Linked DNA regions of Hordeum vulgare: region 2 is linked to region 1. Evidence: chromatin contacts called from public Hi-C data. All regions are on one chromosome and are shown on one strand. The core of a region is the stretch at or near the end of the contact, and the rest is flanking DNA. Distances in the headings are between cores, read along the strand shown. Region 1 holds the start of LOC123395186 (protein NO VEIN-like). Region 2 holds the start of LOC123397878 (FCS-Like Zinc finger 6-like).

The links. A called contact is a pair of places that touch in the nucleus more often than the background predicts.
Region 2: a Hi-C map of seedling shows a contact between it and region 1, with 3 times the contacts expected there. The contact joins the promoter of LOC123397878 here to the promoter of LOC123395186 in region 1. A contact is called at or near these places in 2 of 6 Hi-C or Micro-C datasets (leaf and seedling).

The regions. Positions count from the first base shown.
Region 1 is chr5H:405,525,586-405,531,225 of MorexV3_pseudomolecules_assembly, reverse strand. LOC123395186 (protein NO VEIN-like) reads left to right here and starts at 3,021. Exons shown (of 11, transcript XM_045090126.1): 1 at 3,021-3,838. The coding sequence starts at 3,248.
Region 2 is chr5H:405,699,424-405,705,063 of MorexV3_pseudomolecules_assembly, reverse strand. LOC123397878 (FCS-Like Zinc finger 6-like) reads right to left here and starts at 2,049. Exons shown (of 2, transcript XM_045092397.1): 1 at 1,448-2,049; 2 at 887-1,322. The coding sequence starts at 1,800. The coding sequence ends at 1,163.

The DNA of each region.
Region 1 (5,640 bases), core at 1,772-4,271:
AACTCCTGATCTTGGAAGACACGACGATTTAGAGATAGGAAAGTTGCGATAGGTAGCATGGCCAGGACTCTTGTAAACCCTAGGAACTCGACCTATATATAAAGGCGGGTCCTGGGAGAGGTCAGGCGAGTTAGAGATAATCGAGAGCTAGGTCAGGCGAGTTACGCCCTCCTTGTAATCGAAACCATCATTAATCCACACAAAGCAGGACGTAGGCTTTTACCTCCTCACGAGGGGTCAAACCTGGGGAAATCTGAGTCTCGCTTTCGCTCACCCCCTTCGAGTCGCCACCAAGGTGCGATGGCTCCATCTTCAAGTCCTTTCACGAGGACATCTGCCGTGATAAAACCATGACACACGCAGAAAACAACAATTGACAGTGGGCACTGGATCAATAGGTTAGTGCTAAAGATAATATAAATTGATAAATAAATACCCCAAAAGTATTCTAGAATAATAATATATCAACATGGAACAATCAAATTATAGATACGTTGGAGACGTATCAAGGAGCGGTCTGGCGACGACTATGGTTCGCCCTGCCGCCCGCGGGAGCGGCTTTGGCGAGATCTGTTTTCCTTTCCTAGGTCCTCCACATTAGGACACTCAGGCTCAATTTACAAGTTACAACCATGAAGGTTGAACAACATCCTTTTTTTATTGGAGCGATTGAGCAACATCAGTCATTTGTACTCACTTTATGTTCTGATCTTGAGCATAACATGGCAGAAACGAGTAAAAACATTTGTTTTAATGTATGCACGTCACAGTCTCTTTATTAGCGAGTCATTTTTCAGTACAAGAACTTGTTAAACTCTCATGTAAAAAGATTTGCATTGATGCTAAGCATGGTTCAATGGAGATGCAATCAAGAAAGACCATTGTGTATTGTGATCACATTGTGTGGCTAGATGGACAAGGGTGTTTTGTTTTCACTCGTCGACATCACCGATTTCTTTGTTAGGTCAATTACTATGGTACATCTGGTGAGCATATGAGACTGGAAATACTTAGTTGGCGCTGAACTCTTTTTTTAGGACATGTGCATCGTTTGGAATCAGACACAACCATCTGATTCCAAACTTCAAGATTACTCCTTTTGGATTTTATGAAGGCCGCGGATAACACGCGGTGAGAGTTGATGTTTCCCATTAGTTAAAAACTGCATTTTCTCAACCTCTTAACATGGTACATCTGGTGAGAATATGGGACTGAAAATATTGGGTTCATGTTCAGAAAATAAATTTGTTCATGTTATTCACGTGATGAAATAGCAACAATTTCCTTATCCAACTTCTTTTCGAAAAAATGGTAGGGGAAGGTTCAATTCCAAGATTTAAAAATTGGGACGTAAGTGTGGTGACATACAAGTGAGTATATGTTTTTCTAACTTTACGATGTGAGTGTTTTGCATAAATATTCCATAAAACTCGAAAGGATGTAATAAGTTCTTTTGGGTAGATGCACTCGAAATATATGAACACGTTTGGCCCAAAATGACATGGCCCCACTAAATTTTTGGCCATTTGGCCGCATGGTTTTAGTAATAATTGTTAAATTTTATTCCATTAGCATTCCAACTGTATTGTGCGTTGTAGCTATATGCTTCTGAATCATTTGATATTAATAGTTTCCTCCCATGGTATGCATCCAGTGTTGCACTCGAGTGAAAAAACAATACATGATGTATTTATCCTTTCTACATGTATGTGGAGTTAGCAAGATCTACTTTACATGATTGATGCTGACAATGTGTGATCTTCTTATATATATATTGTTATTCCATGCCAAAAACTTAAAAAGGAGCATTTCTATTTTGCTGTTCTCAGTCGATGCTACATAGATTATTTGAAGGTGTCACATATATTAGTTGATTCCGGACATGTTAAATGATTTCACTTTCATACGATCTTTCATGTTCTTTTGAAAAATTAGTTGAAGCTTCAAGGGACATACATTGAGATAGTGCATGCACCAAGTGTAGACGAGACATGGATTCTACTCACTATTATCATAAATCCAAAGAATTACAAGCTTAGGGGGCTTGTGAGGCTGTACTAGAGTATGATGATAAAGTGCATCATTGCCTTGGGATGGATTACGTTCATCGTGAATAGGTGGACAATGTGATCATATTTTTTACGGGAGAACAATATGACCATATTAAGGATGTTCTGGTGGTGGAAGTAAAAAGTGACAACACTAATGGATTGCTAGTGAATGAAATGATTTATTTCCGTCGTTGTAACACACTGGCATATTTCTACTGATAAACAAAGAATGATAGGCATTTACGATGTTTTTTTTAAAAACAAATGCATCTACTTTTTTTTATCTAAACTAGCAAAAAGGCCCATGCGTTGCAACGGAAGAAAGAAATACCACACGCTCTTAATTTATAAAAAATGGTCTATAATCTAAGAATTTGTAGTTACGACACAAATAAAGATCGTCTTATCCTACAAAAATGCAGTTCAAAATTTCAGAGGTCTTCTATTTTAACACGACTTGCATGTAGATTTAATACGTACAAAGAATCAGTCAAGTGACCTTCAGTTTCATCTCTAATCCTGATTTTGTTGACGTGTTCATCCCTAATCCGGATGAGTACCGGTATGAAAAAAAGACAAATAATGACTTATTTATTAAGATTACACCGTAGATATTATTTTTATTAAACGTTTAACAAATAAAATAATATCATATTTAAATTCTACATATTTTTCTAATCAAATTTCATATATAATATGTTAAATTTGGAGTTATGGTTTAAAAGATATGAGTATTTTAAAAAATATTTAATATATACTACGAGTTTAATTGTCATAAACAGTAAGGACTTTTTTGTAAAATCATCTTGATGGGTTTTCCGACGGAAACAATAGCCTCCTTATTATTAGGTAAAGATAATTGTTGCCGGAAAGAATTGCGGAGGGAGTAGGATCTGGTACTTGGGTTAAAATCCTAGCCGGCTTGTTCTGGCTGGCCTGATATGCGTATCTGAGAGCGACGCACATCCTGACGTTCATCTCTGAATTCCCGGTGGATCGTGCGGTCAATGGGGAATCATTTGCCGAAGAAAAACCCCTGCCCTGCGTAACCGAACCCACAGACCATCGCTGAAGAATTACTACTCTTTAATCCCACCTCTCTATCGTGTCCCCTCTTCTCCCTGGCTCTCTCCCCAATCCCGCTCGAATCCCTACCCAATCTCGATCGTTGGCGAGGATTCCCTCCGCATGCAGGGATGGCGTGGTCTTTCGGCGCTGGACGAGGAAACGGCGGCGACGGCGATGGCCACCGCCGCGGTGTCGGTTTAGGCGGTGGAACCGCTGGTTTCGGCAGCGGCTTCGGCCCGTTCGCCGGCAACTTCGGCAGCGGCGGGGGTAATGCCGGCCAGATCGTGTTTGGTGATGGGAGCGGATCCGGTGGCGATGGCGGCGGCTTCGGCCAGCAAGCCGGCTCCCCTGCTCACCTGGCGGCCGCACTTTCTTCTGGGATCGTGGCCGGCGTCGGATCTCAAGGCGGGCAATGTGCCACAGAGAAGTCGCCGGGCTTCCGCATGCGCGTTGATTCAGATGATGAATTTTCCGACCACGACTGGCCGGACTCTTGGTTTCGGGTGGTGGAACGGCCCACCAAGAAGCGAAAACATGAGGAAAAACCATCTCTCCTCGGTTTTCATAAGCTGCAGGATTGCCCGGACTCCTGGTCCAAACATCCCTCAAAGAAGAAGAAGCAAAAACGTGAAGAAGAACAATACATCCTTAGCTTGGATAAGCTGCAGGAGTTTATAGCAACCTGGAGCGAGCCGTGCCGTCAACATCCAGTTGACACGGTATGCTTTATAAGTTTACATCTAATAATGGTGAATCCATGTTTCGTTCAGATAATAACTAGGGTCTCGAGGAATAATCACCTATGTCTATGTGTATGGTACTTGTTCCATCATAATTCATACTCCATCTGTTCCTAAATATAAGCCCTATAAGCCTTTTTAGAGATTTTAGTATGACTATATAAGGAGCAAAATGGGTGAATCTACACTCTAAAAATGTCTATATACATCCGTATGTAGTCTAAACGGTCAAGTCTCTTTACATCAGTGTATACATCAAAGTTCAATTACATCTGCTTTATTACATCGAAATCTCATGTAGAGTCTTTATTATAAAAATAATATATTTTCAAATATAATAAATTGGATGGAGGCCAACTCATGAGATAAATTACTGCATAAGACGTAGAAAAAAGCGAGTCCATCCGACTCCAAGGGCATATCATCGAACGTAGAACGTTGACTCACTCCTTGCGGAATAAACCTCTGCAACATGACACGTTGCAGCCGTGTAGGTCAGCATTTTTGAATGCTGGAAAATTCACAAGAGAGAATTGGTAAAAATAATTATCTATACTATATGCAAGTATGGCTGGTGGGGCTATAAGTTGAAGTTTTAGCGAAAAGTTGATTTTTCCTATAATAAAGAAGCAAAAACAAAAATATTACTACAAGGTTGGTTGTTAATGAGATGTTTCCGTAAACCAATTCTCATACCCCAATTATTAATAAACTCAATTCATTATTATTTGTTGTGTCGGAGTTCCTGGTAGTTTCAGTTCCAAAGGCTCAACTTGTCTACCAGCTCCTGGTAGTTGTTGAAGGTAGGAACGGTCAACTGAATGCTCAGTTCATCATTAAGTCCCTCCAAAATCTTCTCCTGCTTAGTAGCAGCATCAGCCACATCTGTGGGAGCATATCTGGCCAACAAGTTGAACTCGTCCACGTACCGAGCCACAGAACGGTTGCCCCGGCGTAAGTTGCGAAACCCATGCTTTTTCAAGCTCGTGGCTCCAGCTGAGACATGTGCAGTGCGGAACGCCCGCTTGAATTGATCCCATATCACAGTGGCAATGTGATAAGTGGTGGTGAAGTTCTCCCACCAAGAAGCTGTCGGTCCTTCCAGCTGGTGTGCGGCAAATCGCACATTTTCCGCTTCAGTGCATCCAGTGGTAATCAACTCTCTTTCCATCTTACGGAGCCAATCATTTGCCACCATGGCTCAGTGCCGTTGGAAAAAGATGGTGGATTCAGCCTCAAGAAACGGATGAGGTTGTCGGCCTGTGGTGAAGGGTTGTTGTTGTTGGCTTGGTTCTGGATCAATATCTGCACTGATGCATTCTGCTGCTAAATCAGCTGAGTGAGGTTCGGTGGGAAGTTGGATCCGGGGTCACGTCTCAGAGGCATCTGATGTTTTACAGTGGATGATAATTAGAATAGAACAAGAGTCTAAAGAGAAAATAACAGTACCCATATGCATGCAACAATCATTAACACACCAAATATTCATTTATTAAACTCAGACCTGGTTTAATCTCGGGATACAAGTCTTATGATAAATTGAAACATCGGCCTAATCGCTCAACGAGAAAAAAATAAAGGTAGCATGGTAGTCATGACTAAGTGTCCTCCTCGCAACTTCATATTGGTGCGTCCTCCAATGGTGCTCTCCTTGTAGTCATCATCGTTGCTGGCCATTGACGTCATTCAAGTGAAGATCTTCTCCCTGGTCCAATTTCTTCTCAATGGTTGCAATATAAAGTTTCAAGTTCTTGATCCTCTCTAGAAGATCCTTGACTTCC
Region 2 (5,640 bases), core at 800-3,299, 170 kb before region 1:
CTTTCGTACAGAACCAAATACTGATTTTGCCCATCGTTGCATGGACCCAGTGACCTTTCCCAGCTTCTGGCAGACTCCAGCTAGGCCTTGACAGACCGAGCCAGCCTCATCCCATGTCTCAGCAACCATCCCTTCATACCCGTCATGTCGGGTCCAGGCCTCCTCAAATCTGAATTGCCCCCTTCCCCTGGTACCAACACATGGAGCTGTCTCCTGCGCTCGAACCAGGATCGCCTGATGGTCTGATTCTTCTGTCATCACATGTTCAACTATGGTTGCCAGAAAGAGGTCTAGGAAGGAAACGGTGCAAGTAGCCCGATCCAACCGAGCCTGAATATTATCGGTGCCACCTACTATTCATATAAACTTTGATCACTTTGCCAAAAAATAAAATAAACTTGATCAGGCTGTAAAGGGTTTAACTGTAAACTTGGATGGAGACAGCATATATACTTGCAGTTGCACATTGGAATAGTTGCTAGAGTTGTCTGAATTTTGTCTTATTGTTGCAATTAGTGCGCAAGTGTTTAGTAGTAGTACTACTAGTAGTAAAGCCCACTGCCGAAGCGCCTCTCACGGTCACGGGATTGATTAATTACCACGCGACTGGTTCAATGATTTTCTTTAACCGCGGCGGCCTCACGAGCACGTAAAACAACAGTGATCACATCTTTTTTGACTGTACACATCGCCAAGACTTGATTACACACTAGGCAAGATAAGGTTGTTTTTCTTTCTCTCTTCACTAAAGTGCAATTTCGTTTAACGCGTTCGGTCTACGCAGTACTACTACATCCATATGAAGCGTCGAAGATGCACAACACAGCCAAACAAGATAAGATCATGAGGCGATGCAGTTAATTAATCGATCAGTAGTGGAGTAGTGTAGAAAGGAACGATCTCAGAAACGGATTCGATCGAGCTCCAAGTACATACTTATAAGATTAATAAAAAAAAAACTATGCAGTCGTACTGAGGCGATGGTCGATCGATCGACCACTGGTGGCTGACGGCCTGCAGAGATCGATTCGTTTTCGAGGCGTTCGTACGTACGAACGTGCGTACGAGTAATACATGCGTCGTAGCGCTGAGAAGCGACAACTTCTAGAGCTGGTAGCTTCGGAAGATGATAGCCTGCCTGCCTGCCTCTCGTGCGCCCTGATCAGGCCGCCGCCACCGTGCCGCCGGTGTCTGTCTTGCCGGAGCGGCCGCGGCTGGTCGCCGGCGCCGGCGCCGGCGACCTTGACGTGCACTTGTCCTTCCACTCCTCGTGCGTTATGTGCTGCTGCCGGCACTCGAGGCTGCAGAAGGCCGCCTCGCCCCTGAAAAATCGTGCAACGGAAGCAGAAGCAGAAGCAAAGCAACGGATTAGTATATTGGATAGTGGTACAACTTGGCCATGGATGCACGTGCATGGAGTGCAGGGGCGGACAGCTAGCTCACGTACTTGTACATGAAGGTGTCGCGGCCGGGGCCGAGGAGGCGGCGGCAGAGGCCGCAGTGGCGGAGGAACGCAGCGGTCTCGACCTTGGAGTAGTCGGCCGAGTTCCGCCGGAGCCCCGCCCGCGCCGGCGCCGCGCGCGCGCGGTACGCCGCGAGCCAGTCCGTCCCGGGGGCACCGCTGCCGCCGCCTAGGGCCGCCAGCCAGTCCTGCCCCCCGTCGGCGCCACCTTCTTCGGCCTGCACCACAGTCCTGGCCTGCTCGTCCTCGTCCTCGTCCTCCAACACCACCGCCAGCACGGACGGCGGCGCGACCTCCGTCAAGCTCGTCGTTCTCCTCATCGCGTTCTTGCAGGCCATACCCCAGCAAGCTCCACCCCACACCACAGCCTAGCTAGCTCCTCCCTTCACCAACAAAACGCCTCCGTGTGCACGATCCACCCTAGCACACGCACGCTCGCATAGTCCGTAAAAAGCGCGAGGAAGCGGGGCTGAGAGGAGGGGACGAGGAGGAGGCGGCGGCCATGGAAGTGCGTCCGTGCGCGTGTGGAGAGGAGGAGACGAGAGGAAGAAGAGGGTGGGAATCTGCGACTGCGAGAGGGTGGGAGGGAGGAAGATAAAAGGGAGGGGAAAGGATCTGGGCCGTCGGATGGGGTCCCATGACCGATCGGATCCACGTCAGCGCACTGATTGTTATTCCCCTGGGCCCTGGGCCCTGGGCCGCTCGTGCTCGCGCCTGATTGCTGCGCGCTTGTTCTCTTCCCGGCGCTCGGTCGGGGGCCTGTCGCAACGTCGTTCGCCGAATTTATTGCGGTTCCAGGCGCCTCTTGCCAAGTTTCATTGGCTGCTCTTTGCTACTACTAGTAGAAGGAGGGTGAACATTATTGTTGGCTTGTGTGACCGAGAAGTTTTTTGTGAAGGACAAAAGAGAGGAGGTGTTATTCAGCAGCTCGATGCATGAGATGAAAGCCGAGTTTGTGGTTGGGTTGCCTAGCAACTGTAGACCCCATATATATTTACTTTGTAATTGAGAAATGACCAATTCAAACCAACAAAATGCATATACGAGGGCCTAACTTGTGTTGAAAAATTGAGAGGGACAACATGCATCATGCTATCATCCAATTCAGCTATCGACATATTTACTATACTTCTTTTTCTTTTCTGCTTTTCGACCCCCTACCTCGCATGCATTAATGGGGCTACTATTAAAAAGTTGGGTGAGCCAGTCGGCTTAGGCTACAGGGCAGCCCAAAATTTGTCACGGTTTTACTTTCACTCCTTTGTCTACTGGTCTTGGACTGGGCGGGCCAAGGCATTGTTTTGTTCATGTGTAGCTCCACCACTACTCTCATGGTTGGGCGTCACAAACAATGACACCGGGAAGTAGACCATGGATCATCTACACTTATGTGCAAGGCCTACACATCTATCACTATTTTGAATTTGCAAAAAAAACGCCGATACGAATGAGAACATCCCTTTGAATGTTGATACAAAATGGTATTCACATTGTCATATCTTTTTTTTTTTGGAAAATTCAAAATTTCTAATTGTTTGGTAAATTTGCTCATCATTCCGACTAGCGAGTATGTAGAAACTTCTTGTCAACATTAATGAAAATGTAATTGCATGGGAAAAGTTGATGATAAATGATATTTTGGCATCATAAATAAACTCAGATTTTGATTCTAGAAAGATGCCTAACCAAAGATTCGAAATGAGAAGGTGGATCCCTTGGGGTGTAGAATCATGACGATGTGATTACTTCAAAAAGTGACACTAGTGCTACGTAAGTAATGATGCACCTTCTTTAGAAGCTATATGTTGCAACTAAAAAAACAAAAAACAAAAATGGATGCACGTATTTTGTGAATTTGATACATGTATGTCTTGAAGACAAATATATACCTAACTGACTACTACACAAAAGGAGCAAATGGAAGGAGAGCCACAAACAACGATAAGTGCACTCAACTTGCAATGTGCATATGTTGTTTCAAAATTTGTGGTGAGTACTTCAACTCTACATTGTACACATAAAAGGGAATATTAGTTCTAGATGTGCAACATATTATGTTCCAAGAGTGTGATTTCTATTTTCGTACTCACATATGCTCTCACTCCATTTGATGTGTCATGTAACTGCAAACTAGTGTGCCCCCTCTTTGGTTATAGACTTAGGATTATGAATTCTAAAATGTAAAACTAGAAAAAAGATGCAAAGCATAATAAACAAAATCTATAGTAGTATGGCAGTGAAACCATGTCTATGTGAACGAAGAAAACCGCTTATGAGGTTGATCAAGTCAATATTATTGCATCATGGTGTTATTCGGCAATGTGCACATTTGTCTTTACCTAAATCATAAACCCCAAGACAACAATGGAAATGTGCATTTGTGTTTGGTACGCATAGGCTGGATGGTTTCCCTTTGCATCACAGGCAAAAAAAATCTAAATGATAACACCCACATGTGTGGAACGAGGTAACATGGTTCACACACCTTCATAACCATTCATCTTCCACATCAAACATATGACATAAGTGGATTTTTTTTGGTTTTTTGGACTCAAAAATGCTTCATCTCTTAATTAAAAAATTGATTTGAAAATCTGTTTTCATCATTAAATTCATCTCAAGATCTTCAAATCTATCATGGCAACTTTTGGCTAAAACAAGTCATTGAAACATATCAATAAGTTGATGTTGGACAAGGAAGACAACATAATGACTTATGTTTGCTTATTTCTGAATAGAAGTTATATGGTTATAGATCCTTCAACGCGAGTCGCTTTCTTCCACCCCATATGAGCCAAAAACTTCTGCACCAAGTAGAGATACTACTTGTGCATCCAAACACCTTTAACCCAGTTTTGCCTTGAGAGTCCACCACACCTACCTATGGATTGAGTAAGATCCCTCAAGTAAGTTGTCATCGGTGCAAGCAATAAAAATTCCTCTTTAAATGTGTGTGATCTATTAGTGTGAGGAAAATAAACTTTATACGAACTTGTGATATAGAAGAAATAAAAGCGACAAACTGCATAATAAAGTTCTTTATCACAAGGGGCAATATAAAGTGACGATCTTTTGCATTAAAGGATTGCGCATCCAACTAGAAAAGCGCATGAAAACCTCTGCTTCCCTCTACGAAGGGCCTATCTGTTACCTTTACTTTCTAGTATTTACCTTTATGCAAGAATCGTGGTGATCTTTACCATTTCCTTTATTTTGCCTTTATATTATGGCAAGCGTCATGTGTTGGGGAATGATCTAGAGAAATATATCCACTCGGATGTGGGTGATCATGAGTTATTATTGTTGACATTACCCTTGAGGTAAATAGTTGGGAGGCAAATCTATAAGCCCCTATCTTTCTCTGTGTCTGATTGAAGCTTTGACCTCACACGTACCGCATGACTGTTAGCAATTACGAAAGACCATAAGATGATTGAGTATGTGCATTTTCTTTACAAGCACTTATATTGACTCTTTCCTAAGTTAGGACAATTTGGAATTGCTTCAGTGACCGAGATCATAGTTTGTTAGTTCTCAATAGAGTTCTTGATTCATATTTTACCTTGTGGATGAATTGTTACTCTATCATAAGAAATTATATGTCAATATGTTTTGTTGTTCTAAAGATAACCATGATGCCTTCATGTCCGTGTTTTAATTTTATCGACACCTCTATCTCTATACATGTGGGCATATTTATCGATCTCGGTTTTCGCTTGAGGACAAGCGAGGTCTAAGCTTGGAGGAGTTGATACGTCCATTTTGCATCATGCTTTTATATCGATATTTTTTTTGCATTATGGGATGTTAATACACATTATGGTACAATAATTATGGATTTTTTCTCTTATTTTACAAGGTTTACATGAAGAGGGAGAATGCCAGCAGCTGGAATTCTGGACCGGAAAAGGAGCAAATCTGAGAGACCTATTCTGCACAACTCCAAAAGACCTGAAAACTTATGGAGAATTATTTTGGAATATATAAAAATATTGGACGAAAGAAATACATCAGGGGACCCACTAGGTGGCCACAAGACAGGGGGCACGGCCTACCCCCTGGGCGCGCCCTGCAGGTTTGTGGGCCCCCTGGTAGGTCTCCTTAATGATTATTAATACTCCTATGATTATGAGCATGAATATGCTTTGTGAGTAATTACGTTTTTTCCTGAGGACATG